Linked DNA regions of Mus musculus: region 2 is linked to region 1. The links are chromatin contacts, called in public ChIA-PET maps. All regions are on one chromosome and are shown on one strand. The core of a region is the stretch at or near the end of the contact, and the rest is flanking DNA. Distances in the headings are between cores, read along the strand shown. Region 1 holds the start of Akt1 (thymoma viral proto-oncogene 1). Region 2 holds the start of Nudt14 (nudix (nucleoside diphosphate linked moiety X)-type motif 14).

Region 1 (3,991 bases), core at 766-3,265:
CACCCTGCCTGTGAAGCTGTCCCCTTCACTTGGTGAGTACACACTAGGCACATATGGTTCTGTCGAGCCTTCACCCTACGCCTGAGACAGAGAGACTCTGAGACAGCCTGCTGGGAACACCCAAAGCAGTGGTTACGACCCACAATTACAGTATCCGGGAGCCCACAAACAGGGCAGGTAACACACAAGGGTCCTGCAGCGGCCAACTAGCTAGCCTGTGCAAAGCAAAGGGTGCCAGCTCACCTCGCAAAGATCCCCCCGCCCCCCAATTGCTTCTCTTCCAGAGGGACACCTAGGTATCCTTCAAATATCCCCAAGTCTGGACATTCTGGGAAAGTGCACCTGAACAGCCCTTGACCAGCAAGCCTGTGTTGTCCCTCCACCTGGAGTTCATGTGGACAATCCCCAGGAAAAGACTGGAAGGCCGCCGTGGAATAGATCCCAACTAGGGTCTACTACAGCTGACTGGCAACCCCCTATGTCATCTCTCTAGCCCAGAAGACACAAGCTGGCACCCAGAGTCTCTGTCACTTTGCCTTGTATGAAGCTAAATGTGGAACAAAAGGGAGGCCGGCTGCTATGTGTCAAATGCCAAATGCCAAAGTAGGAAAGACCACACCTGGCCCAAGAAGGAAAGAGCCCTTCCCTCAGCAAGCAGGTGGCGACTAAAAGCCAGAACGAAAAAGATAAGCCAAGAAGAAATCCCAGCTCAGTGACTGTCAGAGTGGGTGTGGCCTGGAGGCAGAGGGCTGTACTGCAAGATCTCTCTCGGTGGATGTCCCCTACCCCCACCCAGCCCCAAGGTCTGCTGATGACAGTCAGCTGTCCAGAGCCGTGTAAAAATAAATTCATACACACGGAGTGAAGAAACACAGCCATGTTAACGCCAATGTCCACATCAAGCCGACTTAAGCATGGGACACTCTTCCCACCATGCCATGCCGTAAGGGCATATGGTTGCTATTGTTAAGTCTTAAGAGTTCAGCCCCTCTGGGACACTGGCCCGTGAGCCACACGCCCAGCTGGGGCCCCACCAAGGCGACTCGCCCTTCACTTTAGTGATGGCTCTAGGCAGTCAAGGCTAGCCACCTGGAGCAAGACCAGGGGCCTGGGGGAAGGAGGAGTTTGGCCACACAGCAGAGGCCCAAGGTTCCACCACCGCCCAACTTAGAAACCAGTCCTCTTTAGACAATTCCATCAGCTCAGCCAGTATCCCGGATCCGGGAGACCGAGTCCACGCCGTCCTCAAGGCCCCCCCCCCCCCCGGCACCTCCAGAAACCACCTAGTCCAGGAAGCAGCTTCCGGGCCCAGGAGGGTTAGCAGTCCTTTGTGGGCTAGCCTGGGCACTGTGCCACCGCGCACAACTTTCTGTCCGTGGGAAATGAGTTCTCCTTCCCAGGGCCCTCCCACCGCACGCAGGCCGCGGGGCGAGCCTTTCTCCTACCCTCGCTGGCCGAGTGCCCGGGCAGCCCCAGGCCCCAGGGCGCACCGGCCCCCACTGCGCACACCAACAGCGCCCCTCTCCCGCGACCTGGCCCCGTGGAGCGGCCACCCAAGGTCACGCAGCGGCCGCCCGCACCCTCGCCGGCGTGGGCCTCCTGCGCGACCAGCCCGGCCCCGCGCGCTCCCCGCCCAGGCCTCCGCTCGGCCACTTCCTGCTCCTACTCCGAGGCGCGGCGCGGCCGGGAACAAAGCGGGGTGGCCGCGGCCCGGAACAGGGCGCGGCGCGGGCACTCACCGGGCCGCCGCGTGCGGGCGACTGGGCCTAGCCGGGCCGCGGCCTCGGGCGCCCGCCGCTCCGCATCCCGCGGGCGGGCGCTGGGCGGGGCCGGCTGAAGGCAGCGGCGTCCGGGCGCGCGCTGCTGGCCGGATCTGGGCCGCCGCGGTGCCGGCCACAGGACGCTGCTCGGTCCGCTCCGCTGGTCCCGGACTCGCGTGCGCTGCCGCGCTGGGCCGGCCGCCCGCCGACTCGGTGCTGCCGCCGCCGCCGCCGGCCCGCCTTCTCCCCGCCCCGCGCCCGCGCCGCCCGCCCACATCCGCCTCCGCCGCCCCGGGCGCCCCCGGCGCGGCCCGCGGCCAGGGCGAGGCACCCCGTGAGCGCGAGCGCGGCCCCGCAGGCGCCGCCCTCGGGTGGCCCCGAGCCAGGGCCACGCGGGTAACGGAGCCCCGCCGCAGATCCAGAGCTCCAGCTCTGGTCTGGGTTTCCCGGTTTGTGGGACCTGGCCCTTCCCTGCCTAGCTCTCCAGACCCCAAGGAGGGAGGCCAGCGTGGGAAGTGAATCAGTTTGACTCTCAAGAGGCCCAACTGTCCCCATCTTGGGAGCCGGGAGAGACCGGTCACCGGTGTCCTAAAGGCCAGCCAACACAAGAAAGAAGGCTATTGAGGGCTCATCCAACCCAGTACTGCCTGCCACAGCAACTGATAAGGACTCCCCAGGTGACAGGGAGGACGGGAGCACACCTGGACACCCAGAGGGGGCAGATTCAGGGGTAGGACTCAGTCAGCCAAGACCTTGCTGTGGACTCAGATGGGTGAGGCTTGGGGGGCGGTTCCTTATGGTGTCCCGGAATTGAAGAGTCAAGGTGGTTCCTGCCTCTTATCCATCCTCAGTCCTTCCCCCTTCGGCCAGCCTCAGCAGTTCCTGCGCAGGGCCCCTCCCTCGTCCCAGAAGCCCGACTTGATAGTAACCCTTTTGTGAATTTACCTTCATGTGTTTGGTATTTTTAACCAGGGGGCATTTTTTGTTTTTCATACAAGGGTCAGAGTTCACCAGGAGTGTAAACAAGAGGGTAGATTTAGTAGTCCACGCTATCGCCCAGGATGGAAATCGGAGCTCCTTCTCGGGCTCCTGGGGCTGACCTGGGAAGCACACCCCACTCCCGGAGAAGAACTCACTCTCCTCTCAGCCACGCCCCATACCCTTCAGACGGGGATGGGGATGGGGGGCTCTGTTCTGTGCCCTATCTGCTGCACAGCTGCCCCAGCTCAGAGAGCCTCCAGGGCGCTAAGTCAGAGGCTCAGCAGCAGTTCTGTTCTGCTCCAGCAGTATCCCTGACCCTGAGAGTGGCCTTCAGAGGCTGAGAGTCACACAAATATCCATCACTCGCCCAGCAAACCTTCACCCCAGGCCCCCAACTCCTCCTCTCCTACTTCCCCCATCCCGTTGCTACACAGTTAGAGCCAGCAGGGCGCCCTCTTGTGGAACACAGCAATTTCTGGCTGTTCTCTAGTGACCCTTCTCACTCGGATGCTCTTCCTGGAAGCCACTGTTGGAGACAGCTCCTACCTGTGGTGAGCCCTGTTTCTATGCAGTAACCAGTCCCGCCTCCCTTCTTTGTGTCTCTATCTTCCCCCGAGTCCGGAGTGGGTTGGGGGATAGGCGACTCCTTCTGGGTCCACACTTTGGCAACACCTCTTTGGGCCTCCTAGACAGAGCCACAAGGTGAGTAAGGTCCGCCTTACTGAGACTTGCCACTGGCCTGCTCTGCAGCCATGCTCTCCAACAAAAACTGGTCCCGGGGGCTGGCGAGATGGCTCAGCGGGTAAGATGACTGCTCTTCCGAAGGTCCTGAGTTCAAATCCCAGCAACCACGTGGTGGCTCACAACCACCCGTAATGAGATCTGACGCCCCCTTCTGGTGCGTCTGAAGACAGCTACAGTACTTATGTATAATAATAAATAAATCTTCAAAAAAAAAAAAACCAAAAACCAAAAACAAACAAACCAACCTGTGGTTCCTGACCCTCTTCCCCCCTCACAGAGGTCTTCCCCCCTCTCTCACAGAGGTCTTCCTCCCTCTCATCCCTGGCAGCTTGGTAGGATGCAGGCACTATCCTGAGCTAAGAGGTCTGGGCATCAGCTACATAGTGAGATATGCTCTTGAGACAGCTCCCAAGTTAGATGGCACCCGAAATCTAGAGAGGTTCTGCCTGTAGCAGCCGGACTGTGGCTCTGTGATAGCCTCTGTCATCTATATGCCAGTAGAGAGG
Region 2 (3,991 bases), core at 640-3,139, 270 kb after region 1:
ACTGCTGTCAATGACAGGAGAGTCTCACAGAAAGATTGACTTGAGACTGCAGGCAGAGATATCCTGAGAGGGTAGCAGCAGCCTGGTTTCTAGGGGGAGAAGAGAGCCAATGTCCTGGGCAGGGCAGGCTGCCCAGGAGGCCGTTGAAGCACCACCTCGAGAGGCGAGCCCAGGCCTGCCCGATATCCAGCCACCTAGGCAGGCTCCAAAGAAGGCTGCCTGCCCAGGCTGCAGTGAGCCTGTCTTGCCTACCCCAACAGCTTTCCTTCAGGGAGGTCACCCTAGGTGACTTACAAGGACCCTCTTGACTCAGGATCAAACACTTTGTCAGAGCTGTGGGTAGTAGGGCCAGAGATGCTGACATGGGCCTTGGGAGGGAGAGACAGTTCTAGAATGTAGCAGTGGGCACATTCTATACAGGGCCACTGCTGCTTTGGGGCAGTTAAAGGCTGCAGACCCCTACCATGGCAAACCCAGCCCAGCCCAGTATCCTTCAGTTCCCGAGGAAATGCTGCCTACCCTCCACCCCAACCCCCACCCCCCTCCCAGCTATGACTATGGCTATGGCGGGCCGCTGCCTGCTCAACTGAGCTCTGGTTACCAATGCCATCAGCGGAAATGTGCTGGTGGGATGCCAGCCAAAGCTGTAAAGCCACCCCACAGCACTTCCCAGGAAGTGAGGGCGAACGAACCAGCCTGGACCGTCCACAGCCCACCAGAACCCCAGGTCCTGGGTATGAAAGAGCCACATGGCTACCCCATGTCACCAGCCGAGGAAAGGGAAAAGAAGTGTGATCCCCCACACACACCCCGTGTCTCTACCCTTTGTTCCTCAACTGAACCCAGTTGCTCCCTCAAGCCTGTATTACCTCACTGCACTCTGGGAGAAGAATTCCCTAGCCTAGTGGGTAGGTGGAAAGGACCTCCACACAGCAGACACACCAGAGGCAAGGGAATTTGCAGGCTGGAGGCCACAACACTGGTGAGAGAAATGGAGTGGGAGAGCTGGGCAAACGCCAAGCCCTGGGCGGTCTGATCTAAGCTGAAACCCAGTCAGGGCTACATTGATCAGGTCAGGAAAATTGTGTATCAGACAGCATAGAGAATGGAAATGGGCAACGTGCCAGGGGCCTACTAGACAGGGCCATGCAGGGTAGAGGAGAAGGAAGACCATGGGGTAAGACGAAAGAGAAGAGGCAGCAAGTAGGTTCAACAAATGTTTTCTGTGTGCCTACTAGGTGCCCAACGGTGTCATGTGAGATAGCTATGTATGGCCCTGTTGTTCTGGGAGACAGACACCTGGGAGCTGCGAAAGACTGAGTTGAAGAGGTTTCTTCGTGACAGCAGACTTTCTGTTAAGGCTTGAAGGAGGAGCTAGAAAGAAGGCGCAAGGAGGGTATCTGCAATTGTGGGGTTCCCCAAGAGTTCTTCCTGCCCTGATCCAAGAGTTTTCCTGCCCTGATACCCAGAGTAATCAATGGGTCTAACTGCATAAAAGTATCGATGGGCGGTCAGAAATGGAGGGCCAGTCAAATCTTCCTCAGGAAAGAGCGATTCTCTTTGCATGTCCTTCCTTGGCCATTCCGGGTTGACCGACTGGCCGTCAGGACTGCAGGAGGGCGGAGCTCAAGCTCTGAGAATCCGCTCAGGGCGGAGTCGTGAGCTCGGGGGGCGGGGCCGGGGCCGCAACGCGGGGGGCGGGGGGAGAGCGCGGAGACACGCGAGTGGGGCGGATCACCTGGCGGTAGTGCAGCGTGAAAGGCCGCAGGTAGGGCGAATGGGCACAGAGGCCCACGGCCACCCCGTCGATGCGCTCCATGGTGGCGCAGAGCAGATTCTTCCGCGGATCGAAGCCGGCGGGCGCGTCTACGCACTTCTGGGCATGCCCAGTTCACACGCGGGGCGGGCCGGGGGGCGGGGCGGAGGGCGGGCCACAGAGTCCAGGTAGCACCTGCGGGAGTGCTGCGCGCGAGGGAGGCGCTTTCAGACAAGTCCCCAAGCCAGCATAAAGGGGAAGCGAACTGAGTAGGGTGGAGAGGGCTTCGTAGTATATGAAGCCTCCAACGGGTGGAAATCAGAGGGGATCACCGGGGTAGGTCAGCTGAGCGGGAGTCTGTTTGGCCGGGGTTAGCAACAAACTCACCCCCTTCCCAAGTCTGGGGAGCCAGGGCCCCCACTGAAGCGTACAGAAGGGGAGAATAGAAGACAAATCTGAAGAGAAAAGGCTGGTGAAGGAAGGCCCCGGGAAGAGCACTAGCCACACAGAGGCTGACCTGACCCTGTTTGAGAGAAAGTGCGACTTCCTGTCTCTGTTCTTCACAAAGGCCATGTTGCTGCACACATTTCACAACAGCTGTTCAGGGCCCCAGATCTGCTCCATCACTATGTCAATCCAGATGCATCCAAAGTTCCAGGCCACTCTAGATTCAAGGAGAGAGGACTTCACTATATGGGACACATGGTTCACAGAGAGCCATTCTTAAAGACTACACACACACACACACACACACACACACATACACACACACACACACACACATCCCTCTCCTAAAGTACTGAACTTTCCAGGCTTTGGCCTGGCCACCTAGTGTCCTGGAGGTCAGAGTGACTATCAACCAAGAGCTCCTCTAGTCCCCGAAACCAAAGCCCTCAGGTGTCTTCCTTTATTTCAGAGGCCTCCTGGCAGACTTTCTCCCTAGAGTGTGTGTAGACAATAGGGACCAGTCACAGAGTTCTCACTGCTATAACCAGTAGTTCAGGCAAAGGAAGATGTTAAAGGGCCCAGTGTCACTGGCCGGGGGCTACCTGTGCTCACTGGGCCTGCCTGAGAGGAAAACAGAAAGCCCCCACAACTCTACAGATCATTGTAGGGGGAAAGTCACATTTGAATGTTAGTATAAACTGAGGTGAGTAGAGTTTCTGGGATCCCTGGGCCACAGGAAAGGGCTACCTGTGTGCAGGAGCAAGAAATATGTCTGTCCAAGGGGCTTTGGCCAGGGCCCAGAGTGGTACTGTTAGATAGCTGATCATTGTCCCCATGGGAGCAATGCAGGAGCCTGGATGGAGAGGGGTTTGTCAAAAGTGGGTGGGGTGAGGTGGGAAGGCACCATGCTGCCAATGCCCAAGACTTAGAGAAACCATCTCTGTGTTCGGCAAGCCGTTTCCTGGAGTTCCAAAGACCCCGTTGAACACATGTCCAGGACAGTGCAGACATCATGAGACACGAGGCCACAAGTCAGCGTTATTACATCTGCTGTCTTTCAGCAAGACAAACTTCTATAGAGTCAGTTCAGGATGCTGGGACTCCAACACAAGGTCCCTGGCTGGGATTTGGGTGTCTCCAGACTTGTCTCTCAGATCCTAGAAAGTCCCACTCTGGCATGTGGTCTATCCCCTACCTTCAAAACATTGTTGGCTCCCTGCTCTCTGACATTCTGCTGGTGGTCTCTGGACTCTGCCTCCATCCTTTCAGGACAATATGATCACATCTGGGGGCCCTCATAACTAGGGCCACCCTCACCTCAGGCTCCTTAAGCAGTCACACCTACATTTCTCTCTGCCTCTTTGGGCCCCATGTGAACACAAAGCAGGCACACAGTAGGGCAGGTCCTATACCCAGAGAGCTGTTGGGCACAGATGGTCTGACCTCTGCTGGCTCAGGGATAGAAAATGCTTTTGGGCGGTGCCCAGGGTCTGGGTGTGTCTAGATGGGTGCTGGGTTCTGCCAAGGTTCTGTGTTTTTCTAGTGGGGTGACAGGAAGTAGGTCCGGGGACTTAAGGATACTGTACAACATGAGGATCCCAAGGCACAGGGTGGCTGGAAGGACTGAGTCAAGACTAGGAGACCAGGGAACTATGGAACACAAAGGCCTCTTATTTTTTGTAAACTGAGGCCTTGCCCCTGTTCTCCTGTGTCAGCTGTGGCAGAGCAGACTCATCTGTAAGAAGCCGCTACCCTCAGCTCTGTCCATACCACCCCATTCCAAACAAC

Evidence for each region. ChIA-PET counts read pairs in DNA pulled down with a chosen protein or histone mark.
Region 2: a contact with region 1 is called in an RNA polymerase II ChIA-PET map of memory CD8 T cells, with 106 read pairs. The contact joins the promoter of Nudt14 here to the promoter of Akt1 in region 1. A contact is called at or near these places in 6 of 39 promoter capture datasets (the C10 cell line, embryonic stem cells, fetal liver and 3 more), 2 of 484 Hi-C or Micro-C datasets (CD4 T cells and embryonic stem cells), 5 of 115 datasets of contacts at active chromatin or transcription factors (double positive thymocytes, embryonic stem cells, memory CD8 T cells and 2 more) and 2 of 9 other capture datasets (adipose tissue and liver).

What each region holds. Positions count from the first base shown.
Region 1 is chr12:112,672,261-112,676,251 of GRCm38.p6, forward strand. Akt1 (thymoma viral proto-oncogene 1) reads right to left here and starts at 2,016. Exons shown (of 14, transcript NM_009652.3): 1 at 1,740-2,016. It overlaps Gm30150 (a long non-coding RNA gene), which reads left to right and starts at 2,216. Exons shown (of 3, transcript XR_381988.3): 1 at 2,216-2,437; 2 at 2,759-3,292; 3 at 3,431-3,710.
Region 2 is chr12:112,940,253-112,944,243 of GRCm38.p6, forward strand. Nudt14 (nudix (nucleoside diphosphate linked moiety X)-type motif 14) reads right to left here and starts at 1,890. Exons shown (of 5, transcript NM_025399.4): 1 at 1,739-1,890. The coding sequence starts at 1,819.